Linked DNA regions of Drosophila melanogaster: region 2 is linked to region 1. The links are chromatin contacts, called in public HiChIP or PLAC-seq maps. All regions are on one chromosome and are shown on one strand. The core of a region is the stretch at or near the end of the contact, and the rest is flanking DNA. Distances in the headings are between cores, read along the strand shown.

Region 1 (3,961 bases), core at 457-2,956:
AGTTATCTCTGTCCCGAACTAGGAATATATTTAAATGGCCCATTTTGAGGCCTCTCCGTGAGAATAACATTTCTACTCACTTTTCATGAGACTTGAGAACACTTTCGTAGAAGAATTGACGACTGCAGAAGCTGCACTTATAGGGTTTGCTGCCCGTGTGGGAGTACATGTGCTTCCTCAGTTGCTCGCGCACCTGGAACTTGGCATCGCATAGTCTGTGAAGGCGGGATTAGGGTTATCGCTTTAATATGAAATTTACCGACTCGACTTACTCGCATGCATATTGGCAGATGCCGTCATGGCGTCTGCGATGCTCCATCATCCGGCCGCGCTTTTCGTAAAAGTTTCCGCAGACGTCGCAGATATAGCCACCCTTCTCAGTGCCGTCCGATGTTGTTAGGGAGTTTAATCCGCGACGAACCCGGCCGCGCCGCGCCTTCAGGCTTGCCTTGGCCGCCTCCTGCAGCGCCAACTGCTGCGATGGTGTCTCTTCGTACTGCTTCTCAGACTCCAGGACGATCTCGGTCTGATCGGAGTTCATCTCGATGGTGTAGTTGTCCTCCAAGTACTCGATGGTGTCGCCAATGCACTCCTGCTGATCGCTGGTGTCCACTTCCAAGTACTCCTCGTGCCCCTTTTCTTCCTGGTGCTCCTCTTCCCCGGTGGTGGTCTCCTCCAGGATGTACATCTCCTCGTCGCATTGCTGCTGCGAGCCGTCCTCCTCCTTGATCATCATCACATCTGATTCGTCCAGCAAGCCCAGTTCCCGGCAGTACTCCTCAATCTCCATCTGCTTGCGCAGCGCCTTCTCGCGAAACTGGTAGGCCATGTTGAGTTCGACCTTGCAGGACTTGCAGATGCCATCGGGTATGTGTTCTCTGTCGTTCAGCTGCATGAGGGATGGATGGATGAATGGTCAGTTCGCATTGCCAGCTCTAGCGATTCACTTACATTGCTGTATGAGACTCCCAAAAGTTGAATCAACATCTCGTTCGGCGATTCCTCGCCTTCCTCGCGGATCTCGTCTAGGCGCTGCAGTCGCTCACTCTGCGCCAGGCAGACCCGGCACGTCTGTGGGGTAAGCTCGACGCGCATTCTGGAATCCTGCTCGAAATTTAATTTAAAGAACCGCTCGCGTAGTATTGTAGTGTTAAAATTTGTGTTGCTAAAGTGTTGTGTAAAGCGACTGAAAAAAGAAACGAAAAGACATCGCCATTTTCCTTACCAGGGCTGCATAGCATCGGCGAACACGATGTGGTTCATTTTGCTGGTTCCGGGAAGCGGATTTTTGGTTAAATATCTGATAAACATGTTTGCTGCTTGTGACAATACATTGGAAATATTTGTTCCTTTAACCATGGCTAAACGATATGATATGATAACTGAAAGTATTCCCCAGTGTGCCTATAAACACAAACAACTTGTAAAATGAGAAAGAAAATATTAATACTTCAAATATTCAAATATTATGAAAACAATTATATATATATTTATATATTTCTTTCATATTTACGTATATTTAGATAGAGTAAAGAATTCAATCATAAAAATACCAACGTCTTACATTAAATATTATTTAAAAAAAGGCCTAATGCGCTTAAATTTGCCTTATCAATAGAAAATATTATGTCCAATACTGACAATACATCTCACCAAAGATTTAATTTAGCTAGGAACCAGTTCTCTATGGCTCATTTTTTTGACCAGTGGCGATAACGATGACAGCAAGATCACTAAAAGACTAGCGTTGCATGTTTATCATATACAAGCTAACATTGCGTAAGGTGAATCTGCAAATTATATACAAATTATTAGTAATTTACTCATTTATTTATGCGAAATCGCAAATACAACACCGTGTTTACATCCGAAAGCTCTGGCAAAAAAAGCACATTTCTTAATGCAGCCGTCTGGCAACGCCACATATTTTTCGAGACGCAGAACGCAAGATATTTTCTTATCTCTCGTTAAAAAATGGATTATTTCGGTTCAATCGGTGCGTATCTGGGAAAATCGCATGCTCGTTGGCAGTAAAGAACGCCACGCACTTTCACGTCCCACGCCCAGCGCACTCCCGCCTGACGGGAAAATGGGAAAGCAACTATATCTGGCATCCGTATCTTCGTCCGTCGCAGCCGTCAAAATGTTCGTCGCGCCAGTTATCGACTCGGCAATCTCCATCTCCTAAGGCACACACACACTCAATAGAACGCAGTCCAGCACTCACACAGGCAGCCACCTACGTAACCTGGCAGCGGAAGCGCCCTTAATCTTGGCCAGAAACCACAGCAGGCAGAAAACAACGAGGGAGCAGCAGCAGGCGGAGGGAAACGGAGGCGCCGCTAGCACTAGCACCTAACATGTCCGAGAAGCACGGCCAGCTGGGTGCGCAGTGGACGAAATCAGCGGCGCCAGCAGCAACAACAGCACCAGTCTCCAATTCCATTCCCATACCTCAACCGATCCCTGTGGCACTACCCCTCCAGAAACCCAACGCCAATCCCTATGGGAACTGCAGCCTACAGCCCGCGGATATAGTCTACAGCGCAACCAGATTTCAAGGACCTGCTATCCATGCAAAGGGCTCTCCTTTGACCATTACGCCCGTGGGCCCTGTCGGCGGAGCACCTGCCTCTGCCCAGATCTCGCCCACGAGTCACACCCATGTACCTGTACCTGTAGCCACGCCCAGCGGCTTTGTGCCGCCTCCGTTTTCCAATGCCACCAGCGCCAGTGGAGGTGTCTCCACTTCCGTACTTACTCCGAATCCCTTTGCCACGGCGAGTGCAAATGCTGCTGGCCTGGCCTTTGCCAATGCCTTCAGCTTTAGCACAGCCCAGCAACTGGGTCTGGGCAAGATCATGCACGCTATGGGCGGAGCTACTGCGGGAGTGCCATCGGCGCCAGTACCAGTCACCACGACTCCAGCGACAGCTGCTCCTTCGACCCCAACAATAGCTGGTCCACGGCATCCGAACGAGGGCGTTCCAGCGGCCAGTGGAGTGATAAACTCCACCATTGCTGAAAACGTAATGAATGCTTTGAGCAACTCCAACTCAGCGGGATCAGTTCCCAGTGAGGAGAAGATGAGAAGGGTGCTGCAGGTGATTGAGACCAGCTTGGAGTAAGTGTTGTTTGAAGAATCCTATGTTTATCCTTGCTAATTTGTGTGCGTCTTCCCGTTCAGCGACAATGCGAAGCTGCAGATTTCACAGATTCTAGAGCGTGTCTCGGGACTAAAGCCCATTGAGAAGCTATTCCTCTATCTTCGTTTGCCTGGCGAATGCGCAGACACCGATCCGTTGAGGCAGCCACAAAATCCACTAGGAACGCGCTCGGAGATTAACCATACCATTAATTGGGTGCGTTCCCATCTGGAGCACGATGCACAGGTCTCCATACCAAAACAGGATGTGTACAATGATTACATGTGAGTTCTTTTCATTCTTATTCAAAGCATTATTGAAACTAAGACGGTAACAGTGAAAATGTATTTCATTCATTTTTCGCTTGAGAAGTCTAAATATGTATTGTATATACAAAAATGCTGCAAATCAGTTGAATAATCATACTATTACTAGCATTTTTTTTTTAGCATAGCCCTAAAATTAATAATTGGTTTATTTCACCATTCATTTATAGAGCTTATTGCGAACGCCTCAGCATCAAACCTCTGTCCACAGCAGACTTCGGCAAGGTGATGAAGCAGGTATTTCCGGGCGTTCGTCCTCGGAGATTAGGGACGCGTGGAAACTCTCGCTATTGTTATGCGGCAATGCGGAAAACCACCAAGCTGACGCCCCCGCAACTGCCGCAGCTGTGCAAGACGGAGCAGATCGTAGCGGGTGATTCCAATTCGGACCCGAGTCAGCTAACTAGTGCCTCCAGTTTGGGTGGCTTACCATCGACAGGAGGTGACTCTGAGTGCTGGGATGTGGTGCGCAGTTGGGCAGAAAAATTG
Region 2 (3,934 bases), core at 92-2,591, 200 kb before region 1:
CCCTTTTAGAAAATATGTAATTCCTTTTTGCCTTCACTGCTGTAGGAAAACTTTTACTAGCCACTGTGTTCCATGCACCTTCTCATAAACGAGCTTAAGGGAGGTCCACAAATTTACATAACATTTCATGTGCACAAGGATTTCAAATAGTTAAAAAAATAGCATTACACAAAAGTGGCACTAATTTAGTTCCTTCCCCTGGCGATTAGAAACTATGATGCTCATTCCACCTAACCGATCAGAGATGTTAAAATGCCTACTTGAACAGCAAGCACCCAGTACGACATCATGCCCCATTCATCTTAAAGACGCTTTCTGGGATTGGTTTCCATATCCGTAGCCCCAGGAAACTCACTTTTCGTGCAGCTTGATGACGCGGTGTACAATGGGTATGTCCCTGCCCTCCACCTTGAAGACGACGATCTCGCCGACGCGCACCGGCTCCTCCTTGTAGTTAGTGAGGAAGAGGAGGTCGCCGCGGTGGAAAGCCGGCTCCATGCTGCCACTGAGCACGACAACGATCGGCGACTCGCTGCCGGTGACCACCATCAGGCCCTTCCAGATCATCAGCGCCGAGGAGACGATCATGGCGAAGCTCAGCACCTGGTACAGCGACTGCGGGAGGGAAAGGGCACGAATCAGGATGATATATGGGTGCATTGCCCGGAGAAGCGGCGCTGCTCACCTGACGCTTGTTCATTCTGTTGAAGTCGCCCAGCATCTCGTCAATCTGCAACATGCTGGCTACGCCCATGGCTGCGGCTGTTATTGCGGTGCTTGTGGAGGAAATAGCCTTTTTAAATGCAATTGAAAAGGTCCTTAACAAAACTTCTCGGCTTCGTCCACGAAGACAGAAAATTTCCGACACGTATGTTTAGGCCGAGTTGCCAGACGGTGTGTGACGGGTGCGTGATGATCTTTGTGCAACTATTGTTCGGTCACACTATTGTTTCCCAAAAACTCCCGCCTTTTGTGACTTTTTTTTTTTTTGGGTATAAACATTATTTAATTCCCGGCGTTGGTTCAAGTTAGTCTTTTATTCTGGTCTTCGTGTTTACCTTATAAATGTTTCAGAAGTTCTAAGATTAAAGGTCACTCTGTACTATAAATCACCATTTTTATTCCTATAACTTACCAATTGCGCACATTAGAGGCATCTTAACCTTTATTAATACATAGTAATATTATATAATATATATCGTAGTGGCAAAAATTCGAATTAATAGCGTTCGTAATAGTTCTTAAATATATTCCTGAGTTAACGGTAAAAATTAAAGAGTATCCCATACGCTACAGTGCTGCCACACCAAGCAATCGATAAGCGAGCTGCCACCACAATTTGACAGTAACGTTTTCCGCAATTGGTGTGACCGCAAGCGAAAACGTGAAGTGAGCGCCATCGGTGGTGTTTTCTCGCGAAATATAATATCAACTAAGCGGAGAAAGATGGGCGACAAGTTGCTGGATCCGACGCAGATCATCAATGGGCTGGCTGTGATGCTGTCCTTTTTCGTGGGCTACCGATACGCCCTGAAGCGAGGCGATGCCAAGGACTCCGTCACCGAGGGAGCGGCGACCCCGTTCTCGCAGGAATCTTCGGTGTCTAGCGGTTCCGAGGCTTCAGTTTCGGATAAGGTGAGAAGGAAAGCCCTCGGTAGGCATTCAATGGCCCCAATCCACCTAGTACTCTGAACTTGTTGTAGACCCAAATGCATCATTGAACGCATACACTTGGGGTCACAATAATAGCAGTGCCATTTTTTGTTGTACGGTAGAAGTTTTCAAAAGTCCTACTTTACATAGTTTAAAGTATGATTTTTTAACATAAGTATATAGCACATACACATTATAATAATATAATACCAACGCTAATTTTCTAAACATTGCAGGGCTATGGAGGCTTGAACGACAACTTTAAGATGGTCCTGGTGGTGCGCAACGATCTCAAGATGGGCAAGGGCAAAATTGCCGCCCAGTGTGGCCACGGAGCGGTGGGTGCTTACCAGCGGGCGGTGGTCAGGACGCCTCGACTACTGCGGTCGTGGGAGAACTGCGGTTGCGCCAAGATAGCCGTTCGCGTGGAGAGCGAGGCGGAGCTGATGGCCATCAAGAAGGAGGCCGAGAGACAGCAACTGAACACGTGTCTCATCCGCGACGCCGGTCGCACACAAATAGAGGCCAACTCCAAGACTGTGCTGGCCGTGGGTCCAGCGGCTGCCGCCGACATCGACCGGGTTACCGGCCACCTGAAATTGCTGTAAGATCCGCACTTCGGAAACTCTCACAGGCCATTGGCATTACTAATTCACTCAAGTGCAACCCGACAATTCACAAAGCAATACGGCGCACCGGTGGAGCGGTTGAAAGATTAAGGCCACCGGGTGGAGGACGACTGTGACATGCAAGCTAAGCTAAGATTTACGTTATTACATTAACTGTGAACCGAGCTATTAAACATTAAACGATTGACAGTCCGGCCTGGAACTGCAAAGCTCCGAAGCGTTTTTGTAGGGGTTCAAGTGGTAAAATCCTAGCTCAAGTAATTAAGTCCCTGTAGAGTATTTCCTTTTTCCAAAACTATTGTGTTTTGGTAAATCCTTTACTAACATATATTTGAAAAATGAAATGTGTCTACTCATTAAGATTATATCTAGCTTCCCACAGTATTTGGTCTATTTCTTTTCAGAAAATATCAGGGTCTTTTGAAAAGTAATGGTGACACTTGTTTGTTTCTAGGCATTATTTAAAGTTATGAAAATTATATTTTAAAAACATATTTTGAATTAGATTTCATAAATTGTAAAGTGTATAATTAAAAACATATTGGCATGAAAAGGAAATATTTTTTCAGAGAACATATTGTAGTATTTCAAAATCCGTTAAAACAATGCATTGTAAAAAGTGTATAAAATTGTTTCACAGCGAAGCTCAATCCTATTATTAAATCGACGTTTTATTTTCTAACAACTAACAATTATTCCCTATCACTAAAAAGTCCAGGCATAATCATTGTCTCCCTGCGGCGTCTGTTGCTGCTGCAGTTGCTCTGATTGCATTGGTGGCATCACTTGGTGCTGCAACTGCTCCATTTCCTGCACTTGTTGGAAGTCCAGTTGCGGTGGTTGCTGGTAGTCGAGAGTCGTGGGCTCGTTGGACGAATCCACCATGTATATCTGCGACTGCGATGCTGCCTGTCCCATCTGCTGGTGCTGCAAGGCGTAATCCCCGTCGTCGAAGACCTCCTTTTTGATACGCACTCGAGAACCATCGTCTTCCTCGTCACTCTCCGAAATATCCAGATCATCATCGATGCCCATTCCGTTGTTCATGGTATTGACAGGCATTTCCGGCGCCATTTGCATGGCCATTGAAGCGTCCATTCCTAAGTCTGCACCGGAAGCGGCACTTGTGCTGGCTTCGGCGGGATTGTAAGGCCCATTATCATCCTGCTCGTGCGATAGGAAGTTGGTGAAAGCACCCTGCAAGCTGCTGGGCTCGCCGAGGCTCTGGCGCTGCTTGTGCATGGCGAGGAAATCTGAGGGATCGTAGTTGGGGTCCACATCCATGGATTCATCTGAAATGTTTTTGAAAACACGCATTAGAAAGAGCGTACTCAAAGTCCTAATCATATATGGGATTAAAGGTGTGGGGACATGGACATCGAGGGCACAACACAAACACGAAGTAAGGATAATAAAGACCTTGCTGCTGTTGAGCATAGTAGCCGCCCACGCCACTCAACTGCACCATTGCTTCGGCCACCTGCTGGCTGTCATCCTCGCCGATCGGCTCCTCTGCTTAGGTGATTTGGGTAAAATCAGAAACAGAAAAAATCCAAACAGTCAGCGAATTAAAGTGTTTTCTAGATTAGTATTAATCCTCAAAGCGCGTGCCAAGAACCGTATTAAACATAAAGAAGTGACAATTTTTAATG

Evidence for each region. HiChIP or PLAC-seq counts read pairs in DNA pulled down with a chosen protein or histone mark.
Region 2: a contact with region 1 is called in an H3K27ac HiChIP or PLAC-seq map of the Kc167 cell line, with 8 times the contacts expected there. The contact joins the promoter of CG1307 here to the promoter of CG9727 in region 1. A contact is called at or near these places in 1 of 1 datasets of contacts at CTCF or cohesin (the Kc167 cell line), 44 of 107 Hi-C or Micro-C datasets (the Clone 8 cell line, the D17-c3 cell line, the Kc167 cell line and 15 more) and 5 of 6 datasets of contacts at active chromatin or transcription factors (the Kc167 cell line and the S2 cell line).

What each region holds. Positions count from the first base shown.
Region 1 is chr3R:6,454,421-6,458,381 of dm6, reverse strand. CG9727 reads left to right here and starts at 1,706. Exons shown (of 5, transcript NM_001275389.1): 1 at 1,706-1,784; 2 at 1,875-3,124; 3 at 3,188-3,430; 4 at 3,643-3,961. The coding sequence starts at 2,361. It overlaps Zif (Zinc-finger protein), which reads right to left and starts at 1,294. Exons shown (of 5, transcript NM_001275390.1): 1 at 1,226-1,294; 2 at 952-1,165; 3 at 273-889; 4 at 81-215. The coding sequence starts at 1,095.
Region 2 is chr3R:6,654,849-6,658,782 of dm6, reverse strand. CG1307 reads left to right here and starts at 1,341. Exons shown (of 2, transcript NM_001300273.1): 1 at 1,341-1,635; 2 at 1,890-2,753. The coding sequence starts at 1,447. The coding sequence ends at 2,261. It overlaps twr (twisted bristles roughened eye), which reads right to left and starts at 901. Exons shown (of 4, transcript NM_141419.4): 1 at 686-901; 2 at 356-615. The coding sequence starts at 754. Taf1 (TBP-associated factor 1) reads right to left here. Exons shown (of 16, transcript NM_206438.2): 15 at 3,702-3,794; 16 at 2,735-3,574. The coding sequence ends at 2,988.